4 separate regions of the Mus musculus genome follow, and all the other regions are linked to region 4. Evidence: chromatin contacts called from public Hi-C and HiChIP or PLAC-seq data. All regions are on one chromosome and are shown on one strand. Each heading gives the region's core, a stretch centred on a gene start, on an enhancer-like site or on the middle of the called end of the contact. The rest is flanking DNA. Distances are from core to core; before and after follow the strand shown. Region 1 has its middle 20 kb from the start of Gm31137. Region 2 overlaps Marchf4 (membrane associated ring-CH-type finger 4). Region 3 overlaps Marchf4 (membrane associated ring-CH-type finger 4). Region 4 holds the start of Rpl37a (ribosomal protein L37a).

Region 1 (4,692 bases), core at 2,080-4,579, 250 kb before region 4:
GGAATGTCTGTGTCCCTGTCTCTTGGTACAGGACCTGTTCATCCATGTCTCAGCTAGGGAACAGAGGCCAAAAAACTTAGCAAAACCTCACATGGTAACTGGATGGTGGGATCATTGGGCTCCTTGAGACCAGCTTCAGCTCTGCCCTATTTTAGCCAAGCCTGAAGTTACTGGATCAGGCTGGGCCTACTGGGCTAGAGAGCTGAGTCACCCATGGGAAGGGACAGCAGGAACTGTAAATCACCATGCATTTAAGGATGGCTTTCTAAAACCCTGGCTTGAGGCTCAGTGTCTTTATTTATATCTCTCACAGGAATATTTTTCAAACTCATGACAGCGCAGTCAGTATGGCTTTGGGCACACTCCAAGCACCTGGTCCCTTCTATAATGAGCCTTGCAGGTGACAGGCCTTCAGATGCCTGAGCCCAGATTCTGAGCCTACTGTGACTCAAGTCCACACGTACGCCCACTCGCTGCCAAGGCCAGGATCCCATCTCCTGCATGGAGGAAGTACAGCCAAGTTGATGGCACACTGTTGCCTGTAGATGCACAGTAAGTGTGCACACACATACATCCGTAAAATCTTCATGTACAAGCTACTGCAAAGCCTGGATTCTCTACACATTTCAGAGACTGTCCCTGCTCACAAGGACATCTGACTCAGGGAACAGAGGGAGAGCCCCTTCAGCCATCGGTTGAGCACCTCTCTGCTCCAGAAGAACTTGGCCAATGACTAAAATGAAATTAGGTTATGTATCTTGGCATCCTAGGTTCAGCAGCTGGCACCATTGATGTCCTTATGAGGCAGATACAGATGAATCAGACAGGTCAGGTACGGTGATACATGCCCTTAAACCAAGCATTCAGCAGGCTTGAGGCCAGCCTGGTCTACACAGCAAGTCCCAGGACAGCCAGGACTCCAAAGAGAAACCCTGCCTCAAAAAAAGCAAACAAACAAACAAATCAAAAGAACCAGGCATCAGAGGCTGTTGAAACATTTGTAGGTGCAAGAGCCACTGGCCATCGATCTTCCCTCTCAGATTTCCTGGAACACACACACACACACACACACACACACACACACACACACACACAATTTATTGAGCAGAGGGAAGGGAGAGATAAGCTTGTCTTGCCCTATTAATAAAAGTTCATGCCATGGCTGGTGAGGTATCTCAGTGGTTAAGAACACTGACTAGTCTTCCAGAGGTCCTGAGTTCAATTCCCAGAAAATACGTGGTGGTTCACAACCATCTGTAATGGGATCTGATGCCCTCTTCTGGTGTGTCTGAAGACAGTCACAGTGTGCCCATATACATAAAATAAATAAATAAATCTTTAAAAAAAATAAAAATAAAAGTTCATCCCTGTGACCTCTGTACTTGCCTGGTTTCTGTATCTTCCACCGCCCTAACCTTCTCATTTCCCCCCTGCTCTGTGATTAGATCAATTAGTGCAATTTGATAGACTGGTTGTTTATTTGTTGCCCTTGGCTTATTTGTCATTATTTGCTCTTTTCCTAAGTCTTCCTCATTCTACCAAATTCACTGTGAGTTGATGAGAAAGTAAAACACAGCACCCAGGAAGGAACATGAAGGACAGTGGCTTCAGTGGGTTTGAATCCAAGCTGCCCTTAAAACTCTGCTCAGTAACTTAATTTTGAGATACAGAGTCAGAAGAGAGTGGTCCTTCTAAGACATCCATCATAGTGCAGGGTCTATCCTCTGTGCTTTTTGTCGCTTCACCAAGATGAAACAGAACAGAACACCTTCCAATCTACAGGGGTTTTTTTTTTTTCTGATTTTTAGGTACAATGCTTGCAGCAATGTATTGACCACCCACCCTGCACCCAGTATTGAGCAAGTTCTACTATGCAAGGATTACATAGGTGAAGGATGACGTAGTCTGTGGGGCCCACCACAAACTAAGAGGAACAGATTGATTTATTTTCTCATTAGCAATGGAATAATGGGAAACGCTACCTATACTCTTTTCTTGACTATCATAGATCCATATCTCTCAGAAAGCACAGTGGGAAAGAGAAATGAACCCAAAAGAAAAATAGAGTCAGAGGGGAAAGCTATGACTTGGCAAAAAGGTGCATCAGGCCAGCTGGAAGAAATTTTTGTTGTTGTTGTTGTTGTCTTTGTTTTGTTTTGCGGGGGGGGGGGGGGCTCCTGATGAAGACAACGGCACTGATAGCAAACAGTTGTCGAGCAACTGAGATGGCTCATCCAACAAAGTGCTTCCCCATTACCATGAGTATGATCCCTAGGACCCACATCAAAGGTCAAGATCAGGAAGGTGCAGTGGAGGATGAAGCAGGAGAGTCCCTGGGGCTTCCTGACCAGCCTTGCTACGTGAATCATTGAACTTCGGGTAGTTTGAGACCTTGTCTCAAAAAAGAAAGTCAATTTCTAGCTTCCACAGGTGTATACACACACACACACACACACACACACACACACACACGAGAGAGAGAGAGAGAGAAAGAGAGAGAGAGAGAGAGAGAGAGAGCATCTTCTCCCTTCTCCTGAATCCAGGTTGCTTTGTAGTTTTCTTGAGCAATAGAGTGTGCTCCAAAGCAACAATGCCTTTCCCCTTCTAGAACCCCTTTCCCTGCCACATGGACACACCCAAGTTCTCCTGTGGTAGGAGGAGTGAGCATATGTGAGGTTGAATAAGTAAATGGAGCCAGGTTTTCATCATCTAGCCAAGCGATCCATCAGTCTGTCCATAAACACATAAGCCTACCCAGCTGAGATCAGAGATGTCCTCTTCAACCCCGCCATCCTTGATATTGTTCTTTAGACTACTGGGCAATGACAAATTAATACTGTCACCCATCTCCAACCATGGAGATGGTTCCTCATGTAGAACCTAATCTATGCAATAAACACTCAAATGCCAAGAGAGCTGCTAATGTTGGGCCACTCCATGTCACTCAAGATATACTTCATGACATAGTCTCAATCATCGCTAACAGAGTAGAACTGCATAGAGCGGCATGCAATGGACCTCAGACATTGACAAAAGGTGAAGCAAATAAGAAGTACACCATGCGTGTACTAATGTCACTCCCTGGCTCTCCTCCACCTCCCCAAGACATGTGCTTGGGAAAAGGGTTACCTGATCACCACTGCCTTTGTCCACCAGTTCCCTCAGGGATGGATTAATCCCTGCTCAGTTTCTTCCCCGCCTCTCCCCACCCCCATCCTGTCCCCAGTCTGGCTGCGCAGATGATGTAAGCAGTAGCCAATCTTGCAGCCAGCACAGTCAGCGGCTGGCTCACTTCCGTGTCCATTAAGGGAAGGCAGACACTTTAGAGAAAGAGCTGGAAAATATTACCACCCACTCCACTCAACCCTCCCTCCCCCAGCCCTTGCCCGCTCTATACTCCCAGGCTTCAAACACACAAACCCCACGAGACCAAGGCTGGGAAGTCCTGAAGGCTAAGAAAAAAGAAACTGGAATCAGAGCCCCATGGCCCCATGGGCCGAGCCATGAGACTGCTCTAGGCATGAGAACAGGTCTTGTGAGAGAAACCCAGAGCATCTGCAGAGCCCTCCTGTACCTTTTCCTTTTCCCCACGCTCTGCTGCAGCAGCAGCTGGCCAGCTGGTACCGATGAAGGGGACATCAGCATTCAATGTTGGGGAAGGGGGGCTGCACAGTGCATCCCCATCACTGAGAGGGCAGGAGGTGAATGCCTGTAACCCAGTACACTCAAGAGGTGAGAGCAGGAAGATTACAAATTCAAGGTCAGCCTGGAGTATGCAGAGAAACCTTGCTTTAAAAAAAATCATTTAAAAAATAACTTTCTCTTTAGAAAAGAAATGGGATTTGTTGTGACATGTTTAGACATATACATCACTACATTTTCTTACCCATTTCTCCTTTTCTCTCTCATCGCCTGCTTTGCTGCTACCCCCCCCCCCCCACACACACACACACACTTCTGTTTCATGACACATAAAATCTATTACCCTCCCATGTTCCTCTTCTCTTCCCTGTAGACCCCTTTCCTCTTGGATTTCCCTTCCGGCTTTTATTTCATTCATATATATGCATATTTATTTATTTGTGTGTGTGTTTTGTTTTGTTTTTGTTTCTGTTTGTTTCTTCATCCGTTATTTGAAATTGTCAGATCCCCTTGTAAGACACAGAACAGACTCAAGCTTTACAGGGACAAGTGTGGGCAGATGGAACCTGGTTCTTTTGCTGAGTTCAAGATTTTCAAAACCTTCTTTTAAGTCTCTATAATGTCTCCCAACTTTTAACCCAGACATAGTGAGCCTGTGGGGCTTCAGGGAGGTGGAACAATCTTTAGGAGATGAGCTTTGGGGAAAGGAGTAGAGGCACTGAACGCCCTTTAAGGCGATCTTGGTATGCCAGCCCCTCCCTCTCTGCCTCTCTTTGAGTTTTGAACCCCTTGGGGTGCTAATGGCTCTGAGCACAAAACTAATGGTGCCAAATAGCTCACAAACTAAACTCTCTGAAACTGTGTGCCAAAATAAACCTTTCTTCCTTTTAAGATGATTGTTCTTGTGTATTTTGTCACAGTCGTGGAAAACATTCCAACTCAGTGTTCAAAGGTTGAGCCTTGTATACTCATGCATACAACTTTCTAGAAAAGAAAAAGAAAAAAACTAATATACGGGTGACCTTAAAAATGAAGGTTCTTGTATCAAAA
Region 2 (4,975 bases), core at 199-2,698, 220 kb after region 4:
ATGAGCATGTGCCCAATACACAAACATATAAATCGCATGCAGAAATACACACACACACATACACACAGAGAGAGAGAGAGAGAGAGAGAGAGAGAAAATAACACTGTTAAACATTTAATCTTCTGTAAGGTAGTTGGCCAGCTAAAATATCAATATCATCAGAGGGCACATCTTCTAAAAGAATACAAATTGGAGACTGTGGCTTAAAGAATGGAGAATGTGATTCATCTTAAGTGCGGTTTATCCTACTCATGCTGGAGTTTGATCTTTGTTGTGAGGCTTAATCTGATGTGTAGAGACGGGAGCCTTGGGAAATGCATTCAGTTTGGATTAGGCAAATTGGACAGAACGCCTGAGATTGAATCCTAGTGACTTTAAATCAGGGGTAAGGGGGGCTTCCTGTCACTTCAAGATTCCCTGTGTCACCTTGGGACTCTGCCAGAAAGGAGGCCATCAGCAAATATGGCTCCTCCAACTTTCGCCTCCAGAATTCTGAACCCAAACGAATCTCTCTTCTTTACAAACGACCTGCTCCTCAGATATTTCAGCACAGCAATGAGAAAGCTGAGGGCTACAGGGAGACACCCACAGCAGGCTTGTACTGCTTGGACCCGGAAGCCCTTCCTAGCTGCCCCGTGCTTCAGAAGTTCTCTGTCCCTTCTCTGTCCCTCCAGGCAACCCATCTCTGACCCTCTACTTAGGTTCCTCTGATATGTCCAGGAATTGGGTTCTTAAACACGCCCATTCTCAGCCTTTAGGGTGGGTTTCTGAGAGCAGGGCACCCAGACCACTTGCCTTCAGGCCACACTGCGCTTTTCATGTAAATGCACTTTTTGTGCAATGTCCCAGATCTGCAGCATGGGAGTTCCTGGGGTGGGGCAAGGCATGCTGAGCCTTGGAGAATTTCTGCCTCAAGCACCATCCTTAGCTTTGTGTATTGATTTGGAGGCATGTCTCCTCCCTTATTCTCTTTTCCTCCCCAACTAAGACTCTTGGCCCAGGAGAGTGGCCACCTTCCCTTCAAAGATGTTTCCTTTTATAACCACAAACACTGTTCCTAGAAAGCCAGCTGGCACTCTCGGCTGAGAATTCTCTTGTTCTTCTCCCCCCCCCCCCCCAAGTTTTGTGATCTTGTGTTCTCGTTCCCTTTTCCTCTCCTTCTCCCTCCTCCTCCCCCTCCCCCCTCTCTCCCTTCCCTTGCCCCCTCCCTGGGTGTAGGATGGGTGGAAGGTGGGGCTTCTGTCATTATAAGAAATTGGGCAGGCTAGCACCCACCACAGGAAGCACAATTAAGAATGATCACAGTAGGAAGGCTGCTCTCCAGGAAGCACGGAGAGCTGTCAGGACAAGTGACCTTTCTAATCACGCCTGACATTTCGCAGCCTTGAAGGCGGAAGAGCTGCCCTTATTCTGGAGGCGAGATGTCGCTCTTTGTCACCCCAGACACCTGCATCTGAGGCTGTGGTGACTTGGCCCCCAGCCACTCAGTGAAGCAGAGCGTGCAGAGGGCTTTGTTTCTCTAGGGAAAGAGAACACACTGAGCCCAAAGCTTAGGTGTTTGGCAACTGAGTCTAAACCGGGGACAGAGAGGTATAGGAGAAGCATATCCCCTCCTCTGAGGATTAGCCTGCTCCCAAGGGCTCATGTGGCCAGGCTGATCAAACAGGGCCCATGGGGAGGATACCAAAGAGGATTACCTTCCAGTCCTTCCTGCCCCAGAGTACTGGCTGCCCTGACTCACATTTTATCCATCTCCTTATGAAAACGACTTTAACTTATTTTCTTAGTATTAAAAAAGAAAAGCTTATTCCAGAAAAGGCCACACAACATATATAGACTATAAAGAAGAAAACTGAAAGTACATTTAATCTTATCAACCAGATAAACACTCTTAATATTTTGAGGACAGCTGACCAGAGTGGTGACTTGAATCCAAAATTGCAGGAGTGGAGAGACCCAGGGAGGTCTCAGGTTCGAGGCCAGCCTGCAGGACAAAGTGTCAAAAAGCAAGCAAGAAGCAAAACAATGTTTTGAGGGCATACAATCTCTTTTTAAAGATTTTTTAAAAATATACATGAACGTTTTGGCTGCAGGTAGATAAGCACCGTGTGTGCGCAGATGCCTGGTGCCCACAGAAGTCAGAAGAGGGCATGAGATTCCCTGGAACTGGAGTTAGAGATGCTTGTGACCTGCTCCACAAACAAACCCAGGTCCTCTGCAAGAGCAGCCAGTGGTCTTAACTGCTGGTCCATCTCTCCAGCCCCGTATACACAATATTTTAAAACAAAATTGAACACTATCATAAATGCTATTTTGTAAGATACTTTTAAAAAAAAAAAAACTTAACATCCTGCATCCTGAGCACGTCGACTAAATGTAAGTTGAACAAAGTCATTCTTAGTGATTCCCCTGTGATCCATTCTGGGAAAAGGACTTCTGGTTGTTGTAAGTTCCCCCGCAGGACACACCATTCCTGCAGGTACTGCAATGCCAGGTTAACATAGACAGTGACCACAGCAGGCTCCTAGGCTATTTTGGTGTTCCTACCAATCCAGCCAGTATGTTGTCTTCAGATACAGTGTGCATCAGCTATTCAGTGGATAGCATATAAAGTACTTGGTCTCAGCCAAAAGGCTGAGAAGCGCTGGCTCTGAGTTTTAGGCATGGTGGAATATTCTAGAGCAAATGTCCTCACAGTTGAATATTCCGAGGGAACTGAGGGAACTTTCTTATGATATATTCCCTAAACATGGACTTACCGAGTTGAAGGATACGAGTACGTGCTGGTGCTCGCCCCACCAGCATGGGAGGATCTCTTGACTCCACCTGCCTTGAGACTGAGGATTGTCTTTAAATCTTTACCATTCCCAGGAGTGAAAATGGTAACTCCCAATGGTCTGAGTGGGTCTTCCTCCCTCCCTCCCTCCCTCCCTCCCTCCCTCCCTCCCTCCCTCCCTCCCTCCCTATTTTCTATATATGGGTGCTTTGCCTGCATGTATGTCCAAGCACAGTGTGTGAACCAGGTGTTCATGGAGGCCAGAAGAGGGCATCAGATCCTTTGGACCTGGAGTCACCAATGGTTGTCGGTGCCATATGGGTCCTGGAGATTGAATCTGGGTCCTCTGCAAGAGCATGTGCCTTTAACCACTGATTCAGCTCTCCAGCTCTTGAGTGTGCATTTCTATGTGTCTGAATTTAGAAGAGTTTCCTTTGTTCAGTGGCCGTTTGAGTTGGGTTTGTATGTGTGTGTGTGTGTGTGTGTGTGTGTGTGTGTGTGTGTGAATTCTCCTGACTTCCATTCCTTTTTTTGGGGGGGGGGGGGGGTGCTGAAACTTTCTAATATTTAGTTTCAAGTAGTTTCTGGTTAGTAATGAGAACTACTTATTATCACTGAATTACGTTTTTTTCCTAGTTTTTTGTTGTCTTCAGTTCCACGTGGGTTCTGTCACAGAGACATTAAAGTCTTCTTATGTTGTCTGAATAACATCTGGTTCTATCTTTAAAAAAAGAAAGAAATCATATTTATAGAGGCCTTACTTATTCTGTTACATTTTGTCTATCTATTCAGTATTTGTTTCCCCAGCTAGAGTGTAAACTCTGTGGAGGGCAGAAATAAATATTTACTGTGTTTTCGTCTTGCATGTTGTTCTCAATTTCCAGGCTCCTTTGGCCGTTCTCCCCACCGTCTGCAATGGTCTTCTCTTCTCTTCATACTCATGGTGAGATGGCATCTCTGTAGAGAGCTCTTTCTGGTTACCTACTCTCAGGAAGGTTCCATCAGCCCTGTTCTTCTCTCACACAGCACTCTTGTTTTCTTCATGACCTTTATTCTAAGAAGAAGCATAGACCATTTCATCTATCTGATATTTGCCTCCCCAGATAGACTATAAACTCCACGGAGGGCAGAAGTCAGAACTCTTTTGCATTCTAAGCGCCAAAGCTAACATCTGGCATATGACATAAACACAAAAGAAATTTGTTAAAGGTCATTGAATGTTAAGTCAATGGTATAAGGTATGCACTAAAGATTTGGTTTAAAATTTTCCAGATGGCGTCTTGTGATTACAGGGCAAAGCAACACAGCAGACTAGCTTTCTGCTAATCCTCACTTCATTTGACTTCAAGAAATGAAACCCAGGATAGAGCAGGGGTGTGGAGTTCCTGGCTCACGTCCCCTGGAGCCCTGTCACCTCCTGTCTTTGCGGTGACTTCCTTCTCTCCATTATTGTCTTAGCCCTAAGTGCTTCCCATAAGGCTTACTTCAGGGCTTATCCTAGAGAGGATCCTTAATTAATGGTATTTGCTTGCTGGTTATTATCACTCCAATGGAAGGGGAATCCGCTATTTTGATATGTTTCATTCACAGTAGCTTCTGGAAACCCTGAGGGATCTCTTCTCTCTTCACATTGCTGAAAACAAAAACAAAAACAAAAACAAAAAACAAAAAAAACAACAACCTAGAGTGTTCTGCACTCTTCAGCTCTCTCTCTGGTTTCACGTCTAACAGCTGTGACTATGATGACAGACCAGGAGGGTTGGAAGAGGCAAAAGGGAAGACAGTGGGACCCACGTACATGGGCTTTGGAAGTTTCAAGTGCCACCTCATGCCACGTCCACTTACTCCCTCAAAGCTCACTCGTGGGGCTGAGGAGGTAGCTTAGTAGGTAAAGGTGCCTACTACCAAGCCTGACGACCTGAGTTCCGTCTCCAGAACCCATGGGAAGGTAGAAAAAGAGAACCGAAAGTTGTCCTCTGTCCTCCCTGTGTGTCTTGTAGCATGTGTCCCACTCCACTTCCTACACACACACACATGGCAATAAAATAAAATAAAAAATAAAACTTATCTGTGAGGTAGCTTCAGCAGCTTCATAGTCAGGCCTTGGAGGGATCACAACTTTAAAACATATTGTCAGTAAGTTTCTTTCTCAATGTGTTAAAGTACCAACATTAGGTATGGTAGAATTTAACAAAAGAT
Region 3 (5,256 bases), core at 1,031-3,530, 250 kb after region 4:
CTTTTATTGGGAGATGGTAATGTCTCTAAATCTGGGCAATTGTGAGCTATCCCCTGGCTGGCAGGTCTTGTATGTTCCAAGTGCTTCAATCCTGAGCGCTTACTCTGGTTGTTGCCATCTCAGAATCTGGGTAGAGCAAAGATTCTTGACAGGAGTCCTCAAATCATCCCCATCCCCATCAGTCCTTCCGAGCAGGCAAAACCCTCACCTGAGATCCTGCAGGTTTCCCCTGACTAAGTACACCTCGGTCCTTTCATAGCTGAAAGACCCTCCTCTCCTAGACGTCCTTCAGTTGCATTGCTCATTGCCAGCGTATTACAACTGAAGTCTGCGTCTTCCCAGAGAAAGATTCAAAGACATTTCCTGGGGCTTCTTTCTTGAGTCATGGCTCTGATGCCCTCAACAGATAGCTCCAAGAATGTGAAGAAGGGGAGGGACCTTGAGTATGGAAAAATAGCAGCAAATGCTAACTCTGGTGTTAGCAAGCAGCAGTATCATTTTTTTTTTTTTGAAGACTATCATGGCAACCTGTGTCCATAGCCTTAAAAGTTCCCATGCCCTTTGAAGGAGTGGCTCTATTCCTTCTAAGGACACCTGGACATGATTTGTGATATCAGGAAACCACTGGGGGAATTCTTATAGAACATCTCCCTGGATTGGAGGCAGGGGGGGGCATGGGGGGAGAGGGGGCACTTATGTGGGAAGGGGGCTGTAATTAGAGGAAACTTTAATTTCTAATCAATCATTAGTTCTAAGATATGGCTTTCCTCTCCCACCCCAGCCTCTGAGCAGGTGTATTGACATGGTAGGAAGACTTGTCTTAAAAAAACCTAAAGACCAGCAAAGCTCTACAAAGAGTGGCTGAAATGTGAAATGATCAATGATGTGAGAATGGGATCTAAATATAGGACTTTTCAGCATAGATGGATGACGACTGGGGGTGAAGGCAGGGGGATGAACCAAGTGTTGAACAATTATAAAGACTAAGAACAAGAGGAACATGGCTCGCCAAGTCCCAGACAGGACTGACTGAGAACACTGAGTCACAAGTGCTTGCAGAATGGCCTGGTCATCTGACAGAGACTGAAAGCAAACAAAAGGAAGCTAGACTTTCTTTATCAGCCCCTAATTAAGGGAAACATGCGTGTAAGATCATGCTGGGACTCTGGGTGGGTTTGGAATGTGTGTCACCATGTGAGAATGTCTCTTGGGCTGGGGTTGGCTTGCATTTTCAACATGAGGACCGAATGGTGGTGTCCACCCAAGGCTGCTGAATGTTCATGAATGGACACTGTCCTCTGCCCTCAGACGGAAACGCGCTGGTCTGTATATATCCCCCACACCTCCACACCCCTACATCTTCACCCTGGTCCTCTGCCACCTGGTCCCCATACAGGTTTCTATGCCTGAGTTCAAAGAGGACATTGGGAAGTGGTGCTGGTGAGAAAGATAGGTTCTCTTGGGTTCCTTCCATTTGTTGGGATTGGGGGCAGTCTAACCAGAGACTAGAGTAGGGAAAGAATATCTTTAAGACACTCCCTGCAGGGCAGTGGTGGCACACACCTTTAATCCCAGCACTTGGGAGGCAGAGGCAGGTGCATTTCTGAGTTTGAGCTCAGCCTGGTCTACAGAGTGAGTTCCAGGGCAGCAAGGACTACACAGAGAAACCCTGTCTCGAAAAACCAAAAACCAAAAACCAAAAAAAAACCCCAAGACACTCCCCACCCTCCACCCCATTCCAAAAGAAAGAGAGAGAGAGAGAGAGAGAGAGAGAGAGAGAGGGAGAGGGAGAGGGAGAGGGAGAGGGAGAGGGAGAGGGAGAGGGAGAGGGAAGGAGATGGGCAGGGGGAGAGGGAGGGGGAGAGGGAGGAAGGGAGGGGGAGGGGGAGGGAGAGAGAGAGAGAGAGAGCCAGAAGGTAAGGACTATAGAATTCTTTGAAACAGAAAATAAAATTGCCAAGATAACAGCAGCCACAGTGACTTGGAGCCGCTTACTTTGGAGCCCGCAGCCTGGAGTCTATTCACACGCCAGAGTCATTCAAATTCGCTTAGCATGCTTTCTGCTGACAAGGAGCGGCAGCCAAGATTTCAGGAATAGTATGCTTTCCCGAGAGGCGTGAAAAGAACCGAGCTGGGTTTGCAGCAGACTCTGGCATGGGCAAGGTCCTGCAGGGAAGTGGGGCCTTGTCTTGGGAGCATGGAACCTGAACAGGGCTCAGAAAGAGGAAGGAATCTCTTCTGTGCCATGGGATCCTCCTAAGGGCTTTAGGTTGATCTGTGTAAGTCTGCCGTTCAACCTGTGGGTCATGACACCCCTGAGAGTCACGGGTCAGATATCCCACATATCAGATGTTTACATTATGATTCATAAAAGTAGCAAACTTGCAGTTATGAAGTAACAACCAAATACTTTTATGGCTGAAGGTCAGCACAACGTGAGGAACTGTGTTAAAGGGCTGCAGTGTTAGGGGAGTTGAGAACCACAGCTCTAAGTGAAGCACAATGACTGTGAGGTTGATTTGAGGAGGAAGTCAGATCCACAGGAGGAACCGACAAACAATACACAGGCTTACTGTAATCCCTTTTAAAGGCAGGCAAGAGAGATTACAAGCAAGAGTCTTTCCTTCTCTGAGTCCTCCTCTGTTGCTAAACTCTTTTTCTTAATTATAATTATTAATACATATTAGTTATACACACTAGCGAGTTTCACTACAATTTTCATGCATTGATATAGTATGCTTTTTGACCATGGTCACTCCCATCTCCTTCCTATTCTTTCTGTCTTTCTTTTCTTCTTCTTTTTTCTTTCTGGTCTTTAGGCCCCGTCCTCCCTACCTCACTATCCTCTAGTGTTCCCATGCACACATAAGGCCGCAGCTGTACCCAAAACAGGAGAGGGAAAGACTGATGCCTGCAAACACCCGTAACTCAATACCAACCCCCACCCACTGTCACAGAAGGTAGAATTCACGAATGTGGAAAAGCAGGCTTGGGGAGGAGGGTCGTGGAGGCAGGAGGATGCATAAGGATCTGGGGCACTGGTTTTCTTTGTCCCTCCCCCCAACGTGCCAGGGCAGATATCAAACACCTGGAAACCCAAAGCTTTCCTGCAGGTATCACCGAACCCTATATTCCTGGCTCACAGCATCTTCAGACCCGTGGCTTTCAGGACAGCAAAGTACATTACTTGGTGAAGCGACAATAGTTATAGTGCTCTCATTTGCAGAGCTGGCACCTCCCTCCTCCTGTTAGGGTGTGAAGTTACGGTAAAGGTAGGTAGGTATACATGGAAGGGCATGGTATAGTGCCATCACAGACACTCCCTGTGTGCTCCATAGGGCTCTAAGCATTTCTCATATCTTACCCCATTTTAATCCTTCTGAGAAACCTCTCTGGTCCTACTTTAACCTCTAAGGAAACTTGCCTAAGGTCATGCATAATGGAGCCAGGGTCCTCAGCAACGATGTCGTATCACCTCATGCACATATTAGAACCATGCTTGGCCCCTAGCACATATTCAAAGGCATGGACTATAGACTAGCAAGAGAGGCAACAACAGGCCAGGGGGTGGTGGCATACACATTCAATCCCAGCACTCCAGGGGCAGAAGCAGGTGGATCTCTATGAGTTCAAGGCCTACAGAATGAGTCCAGAACAGCCAGGGCTACACAGAAGAAACTGTCTTGAAACACAAACACACACACACACACACACATACACACACACACACACACACACACACACACACACACACAGAGAGAGAGAGAGAGACAGACAGACAGACAGACAGACAGACACAAAGAGACAGGGACAGGGACAGAGAGACAGTCAGAGAGACAGAGACAGAGAGACAGAGGACAGAGTGAGAGAGGACAGAGTGGAAGGAGAGAAGGAGAGAGAGGGGAGAGAAGGGGAGGGGGAGAGGGAGAGAGGAGAGGGAGAGGGAGAGAGGAGAGAGGAGGAGAGAGATGGGAGCTTGGAGCAACTTGCCCAATATCTTTCACCCAGCAAATGGGAGAATTGGTATTTGAACCCAGAATTCAAAGCCTGTGACAAGAATTGGCAGACAATGAGTCCTCAATAAGTTTTCACTCTCAGTGCCTATTTTTATCTTTGTGTACATAAAAGTCTCAAAGCAATGTAGGAGGCAGAAGGTTTGTTAATGAGTATCTGGTCCAACACGTTACAAAGTAGGTCTTAGCCAATTTTGCTTTAAGTGGGTCTTGGTGGAGTTGGAGTCTTTGGGTTACAGCCAGCATGGAGATACTAAATAAGACTCCCAAGGGATTCTGATGCAGCCTCAACTCTCAGAAACAGTGGATTCAGGTAGAGAACATTTAAACGCATAGTCACCAGCCAGACAGCGGGCAAGCTGGGACTGCACTGGGGAAAGGTCTTGCTCCTGTGCTTTGTAGGACGATCCTATGTACCTAGGGTCCTGATCTGAAGCGGCAGAAAGCAACAAGTGACTCCAGCTGTTTGCACCTGCAGCCTAAGCCCTCCGAATGCTGTATTAATCACAGTGAGTGAAAATTAATTTTAGGAGATTTTCACCACAGTTCCTCCAGGGAGCATCATGAGAGGTTTACAGAGTTGATGTTGTATACTCCTTTGCTAGTGTGCAAGGACCATACAGGACTGATTCAAGGGGACATGTCTGCACCTTCCCTCTAACCTGTCAGATGATTTGGCCTGGTTTTTGGAACAAAAAAAGAGAACGCAGTGACCCGGCATTCCTGAAACTTCCTGAGAAGTGTAGTGGCCCGGAACCTTGGACATGGGCCCAGCCCACTGTATGCAAATAGCCCAATTCTAGCTCCTCAAGGCTTATCTGAATTATGTTTTCCTCTTGAGCCAGCCAGAGGAACGAGGCCAGATCAGCCTTTAATTTTGGCTCTTTGGTAACGATAACGATGGTAATGATGAGTTAGACAGAAAGACAAACAGACATTAGATTACACATCTGGGCCATTCGAAATACAGATACAATTATGCCTCTGCACATTAAGCGTGACCTTCTTTCTTCCTGCCAGCCCTCAAATCCTGTGGTTTGTTTACTATGCAGACCATGTTCGACTTCACAGAATTGGATGTTATTTAAATTCAATTATTGTGAGGTTAAGTTCTTCTCTCTAGTAGCAGTTGAGTGAATTTAGAAGCAGTTAGAGGGAATAGGTACATTTATCTTATACCAGTTAAATTATAGGGAGAGAAGCAGGGTAGGAATAAAATAATTACCAGGATAATGAATGTCAC
Region 4 (4,714 bases), core at 1,495-3,994:
CATAAAACTATTCCTAAATATATTAAACCCTAAATTTGTCAGGAGACCCTCATTTTTGTTATTTACCTATGTATTATCATTTATTTCCTACCAAGTACTCACACTACATTTAATTCAATCTTATTAACATTTCTATAAATATTCTAGTTTCAGTTTGCTGACAATATAGCAAACCAAGCTATGTACATAATTGTCTTAGCAACATTTTTATTTCTGAAAGACTAAAATCTTAAGCCAGATGTATCTACACTTGTAAGGAGAACCAGGCACTCAAGGCCAGCCAGGGTCACACAGTATGTCTCAAAACAAGCATCTTTCGAAAATAAAAAATAGAACACACACCAAATGTTTTAATTAACCACAAACAAGGCAAAAAAAAAAAAGTTACGTAAATAACCCGTTTATTGCAGGCTAGGCAAGTCTCAGACAGCAGGGCTTCTACTGGTCTTTCAGTTCCTTCAGTCTTCTGATGGCAGACTTCACTGTGACTGCAGAGGTGGTGCTGTGAAGAAAAACCATTTCCAACATAACTGTGAATGTTAACATAGAACACCTGAGTGTATCTGTCCCATTGTTCCCCTATAGTCCTGAAATTTCTTAATTTTCTCATGGAAAGAATGATAGCATCCTTCGCCAACACCAACCATGCTGCAGTGAACCTTACCTAACAAGACCAGTGCTGATGTCACACTGGCATGGTGGCACCCTTCAAAAGCCAAGACTTGGGGCACTCTCACTATTCTAAGGTGCTTGAGCATCTGATTTCTTCAATATTGAAAAAGAGACAGACCCAGACTCCACGAGATCTTAAGGTGCTCTCCTCTGTAGACAGGATAGAGGAGGCCTATGATAAGTTTTAAGCCTACACCCCCAAACCAAACAGCCAGACCACACACTGTGTATGAATAGTCAGTCACCTATCAGGACAGAGCACTTGCTACCACTACTCCTTGTGCACTCAAGCTGCTCTTAAACACACTCAGACTGTTTTTTCAATACCAAGGCGTCAAGAAAAACTGCAACCCACATGTTCACCTCCTCAGCAACTAGCCACACTCAGAGGGCCATGCTGGAAGTATAAAAACACCACACCACTTGGATACCAGACTTCTGGCCAGCAAACTCAGGGGTGGAGGGGCAGCTGTTGGTTTGAGATGCTAAAGCTCTTAAGAACAAAGCAAACAATGACAGGAGGCTTCATTTCAACAACATCTGGCTCTGTCAAGGTCATAGCACTAAATATGCCCAAACAGCCTCCAATGTTCTATACAATCCCGAGTCAATTAACCTCAAACCATTTTATAGAAATAACTTGTAGTGTTAAGTCAAGTCCAGCACAAACACCAATGGACTTAGATCAACTGTAATTTTCCAAAGAGCATGGTGACTGTACAATTCAAAAGGAATATGAGAATCAAAGTCTGAACTTCTTCTTTTTTTTTTTTTCCCCCGAGACAGGGTTTCTCTGTGTAGCCCTGGCTGTCCTGGAACTCACTTTGTAGACCAGGCTGGGCTCGAACTCAGAAATCCGCCTACCTCTACCTCCCGAGTGCTGGGATTAAAGGCGTGCGCCACCACGCCCGGCTCTGAGCTTTTATCTATAACCATAACTTTGTTTTTGAGACAGGGTTTCACTGTATAGCCCTGACCAAAAACTATTAACTTTTAAACCCAAACTCATGATTTGCTTTAAACTAAAACAAATCCGATATGCACCAGACCTGGAACACGGGCTGTGCAGTCCATAGCCTTTCCTATACCACAGGAGAAAACACTCACTTGTAGGTCCAGGCCCCACCGGCCACTGTTTTCATGCAGGAACCACAGTGCCAGATGCCGACGGCTCGTCTCTTCATCTTGGTCTGTAAGTAGTTAAGATCTTGTTATGAAATATATATAAAAAAAAAATCCCTGAGACTTCCAGAGAGTAAACTATGGAAAAGCCAGCTTATCCATTAGCAGTTAAATTCTAGTAACCCAAGCAGAGTATTATTTACAGGCTAAACAGACCTCTTTGGGGTTGGTACAGATGCGCTGACATCGCTATCAATTTCCCAAGATCGGACTTTTTCCTCTCCAAACCATTCACCCTTAAGTTCCTCACTAGTTGCAAGTAAACAACGAATGCTCCGCAAAAAGCGAGCCCAAACCGCCTTAGCTCGGGAGCAATGGCACCCTCCTCCCTAACCCGAGGCCGACTTGCCTTGCCACAGAAGGAGCAAGTGTACTTGGCGTGCTGGCTGATTTCAATTTTCTTCACCATTTTCCGGAGGGAGGCACCATAGCGGGTCCCGTACTTGCCGACGATGCCGACCTTCTTGGTGCGTTTAGCCTGTTGACAGAGGAAAGGAACGGAGCAGAGACATTGAGCCAGTCGGTGCACGCCAACGCGCCGCTGAGCACAAACTCGGCTGAATCCTGTTTTCCCTCAAGCTCAACCATCAAGGAAGGCGCCCACAGAGCGCCAAAAGGCTCCAGATTGTGCATTAACTACCGCGCTGGGCCAAGCCCCGCCGAGCCGCCTCCGGCCGCGTACGGGGCTCCAGACGCCGGGAGAAGCCCGACAGCAGACAGGACAGGGACAGCACAGACTACCCGAGGTGGGCTGAGAGCGGGACGCCGGAGACTAAGGCAGATGACGATGGATAGCGACTTCCAAAGCGGTTACGAAGACACTCACCATGTCGCCGGAACCCAAGCCCAAGTCCGAAGAGGAAGGGACGCAATGCGCATGCGCGGTTTTAGACCGGCGAGCGGAAGTGACGCGACCTCCTCTCTCGGAAGTGAACTCGGTGTTCTGGCGGTTTATTCGCTGTCTCCACTGAGAAATGCATAGATGCGCAGAAGTGGTTCACGAGCTGGAAGCACATCCTTCTTAGCTTACACATAACCAAAGTTCTGCAGAGCAGATGCGATTTCTTGCGTTCTGCTCGCGAAGAGACGGGTTTTAGGTGGCTTGCCTTTAAGTGTTTAAAGCGCGACGTTTGTGACTGAGGCGCATTGCCTTCCCACTATATTATACTTCGGAAAATCGCCAGGCCGGGTGCTAGATGCTGGCCATAGTAAACGCCTAGGATCCGCTCCCAGGCCGAGTTACAGTTCGGCTGGGAGACAGTCATATTCGTCACGATTAAGAGTTACGAAATGGGCTGGAGAGATGGCTCAGCGATTAAGAGCGCAGACTGCTCTTCTGAAGGTCCTGAGTTCAAATCCCAGCAACCACATGGTGGCTCACAACCATCCATAATGAGATCTGATGCCCTCTTCTGGAGTGTCTGAAGACAGCTGCAGTGTACTTACATATAATAAATAAATAAATCTAAAAAAAAAAAAAAAAAGAGTTACGAAATGTTGCTGATCAGAGTTCTGGGGATAATGTAAGGAATAGAGGCTACTTGAACCCAAGACCCTAAAGTGGTGGTTCTCTTTCTTTCTTTTTTTGGGGGGGAGGGGAGGGAGGTTTGGAGACAGGGTTTCTCTGTGTAGCCCTGGCTGTCCTGGAACTCACTCTGTAGACCAGGCTGGCCTCGAACTCAGAAATCCGCCTGCCTCTGCCTCCCAAGTGCTGGGATTAAAGGCGTGTGCCACCACGCCTGGCTCTGAAATTTTTAAACACTTCTCTCTCCTAAGATTTTCTTAAACTTTAAGATTTCCAGTGGGAAATGATGTTAGTGTTTGATTTTAAAGAAGTCTGTCTTGGGGCTAGAAAGAGGGCTCATTGACTCTGCTTTCCACCCACATGGTGGCTCAAAAGTGCGTGTAACTCTACTTTTAGGAGACTCCTTGTGACCTCACGTGGTCCACAGATATGTGTACAAGAAAAATATCTATACATAGAAAATAAATAAATATTCGGAAAGATTTGTCTTTTTTTTTTTTTTAAAAAAAGAACTGATTCTCTTTGTAATGTGAAAGTTTGTGAAACTCTTAATTCTTAAGTATTTTTGTACATTATTTATTTAATTTTTCCTCTATTTGTTTTGTTTTCCTCTTGGAACATGTAATTTGGGGCTAGCATTTATGAGTCTACCATAATTTGAGATTGTGTTTATTTATTTATGTGTTTATTTGTATTGGGATTGAACCTAGGGCTTCATACATACTACCCAAGTTACTATAATTGAACTGTATACCCAGCCTTTTCTTATTTTTTATTCTGATACAAGGTCTCATTAAGTTGTCCAACTTTGAACTCCCTTTACAATTCAGGTAGTCCTTTATCTTGCCATGCCAGCTTTTTGAGTAGCTAAATACAGGCCCAGGATGGTTACATTGCTCTTTTTAGTGACTTTTAGTCTTTTTGACTCTAATTCATTGTAAGAAAGACATCTTACACAGCGACCCACTTCATACAAATCTAGTAAAATCAAGAATCCCATAAAACAGTATATGCCATTATGTGTGTTATACTCCAGTTTCTAGCATATTGTAGCATATTCTCTCTTTGCTAGCTTATTAAAAACATGCCAGTTGCTATATACTTCATAAATGGTTCTCAGCCATGGAGATCTTGTTTACCCTCTCCTTCCCAGGACACAGCAATATCTGCAGACATTTGATAAGGGTGGCGTTATCCTCTAGTGAGGAAGAGGACAATGATTTATGCATAGACAACTACACACACACATACATACACACATGTACTCAGACATCACACCTGGTCTGTGCCAAGACTGAAAAACCCTACACTGTATTATTTTTGTTTTTTAACTTG

The links. A called contact is a pair of places that touch in the nucleus more often than the background predicts. HiChIP or PLAC-seq counts read pairs in DNA pulled down with a chosen protein or histone mark.
Region 1: a Hi-C map of embryonic stem cells shows a contact between it and region 4, with 2.5 times the contacts expected there. The contact joins the enhancer-like site here to the promoter of Rpl37a in region 4. A contact is called at or near these places in 4 of 484 Hi-C or Micro-C datasets (the CH12 cell line, embryonic stem cells, myocytes and 1 more).
Region 2: a Hi-C map of the N1E-115 cell line shows a contact between it and region 4, with 4 times the contacts expected there. The contact joins the enhancer-like site here to the promoter of Rpl37a in region 4. A contact is called at or near these places in 1 of 39 promoter capture datasets (stem cell-derived epiblast-like cells), 1 of 484 Hi-C or Micro-C datasets (the N1E-115 cell line) and 2 of 115 datasets of contacts at active chromatin or transcription factors (epiblast stem cells and pancreatic cancer cells).
Region 3: a contact with region 4 is called in an HNF4G HiChIP or PLAC-seq map of pancreatic cancer cells. The contact joins the enhancer-like site here to the promoter of Rpl37a in region 4. A contact is called at or near these places in 2 of 39 promoter capture datasets (the 3T3-L1 cell line and embryonic stem cells), 1 of 484 Hi-C or Micro-C datasets (nephron progenitors), 1 of 115 datasets of contacts at active chromatin or transcription factors (pancreatic cancer cells) and 1 of 9 other capture datasets (pancreatic islet).

What each region holds. Positions count from the first base shown.
Region 1 is chr1:72,962,263-72,966,954 of GRCm38.p6, reverse strand. No RefSeq gene overlaps it. Among named protein-coding and RNA genes, the nearest start is that of Gm31137, 20 kb to the left of the region's middle. Within about 2 kb of position 3,329, at least 109 of the 459 cell types and tissues checked have an H3K27ac peak or open chromatin away from gene starts, as enhancers often do. A contact at or near this core is called in the CH12 cell line, embryonic stem cells, myocytes and 1 more, where this site is marked.
Region 2 is chr1:72,486,849-72,491,823 of GRCm38.p6, reverse strand. The region is part of intron 1 of Marchf4 (membrane associated ring-CH-type finger 4); the gene reads left to right. Among named protein-coding and RNA genes, the nearest start is that of Marchf4, 48 kb to the left of the region's middle. Within about 2 kb of position 1,448, at least 36 of the 459 cell types and tissues checked have an H3K27ac peak or open chromatin away from gene starts, as enhancers often do. A contact at or near this core is called in the N1E-115 cell line, where this site is marked.
Region 3 is chr1:72,462,230-72,467,485 of GRCm38.p6, reverse strand. All of the region lies in intron 1 of Marchf4 (membrane associated ring-CH-type finger 4), which reads left to right. Among named protein-coding and RNA genes, the nearest start is that of Gm39661, 52 kb to the right of the region's middle. Within about 2 kb of position 2,280, at least 49 of the 459 cell types and tissues checked have an H3K27ac peak or open chromatin away from gene starts, as enhancers often do. A contact at or near this core is called in pancreatic cancer cells, where this site is marked.
Region 4 is chr1:72,709,290-72,714,003 of GRCm38.p6, reverse strand. Rpl37a (ribosomal protein L37a) reads right to left here and starts at 2,744. Exons shown (of 4, transcript NM_009084.4): 1 at 2,681-2,744; 2 at 2,204-2,332; 3 at 1,780-1,862; 4 at 191-502. The coding sequence starts at 2,683. The coding sequence ends at 439.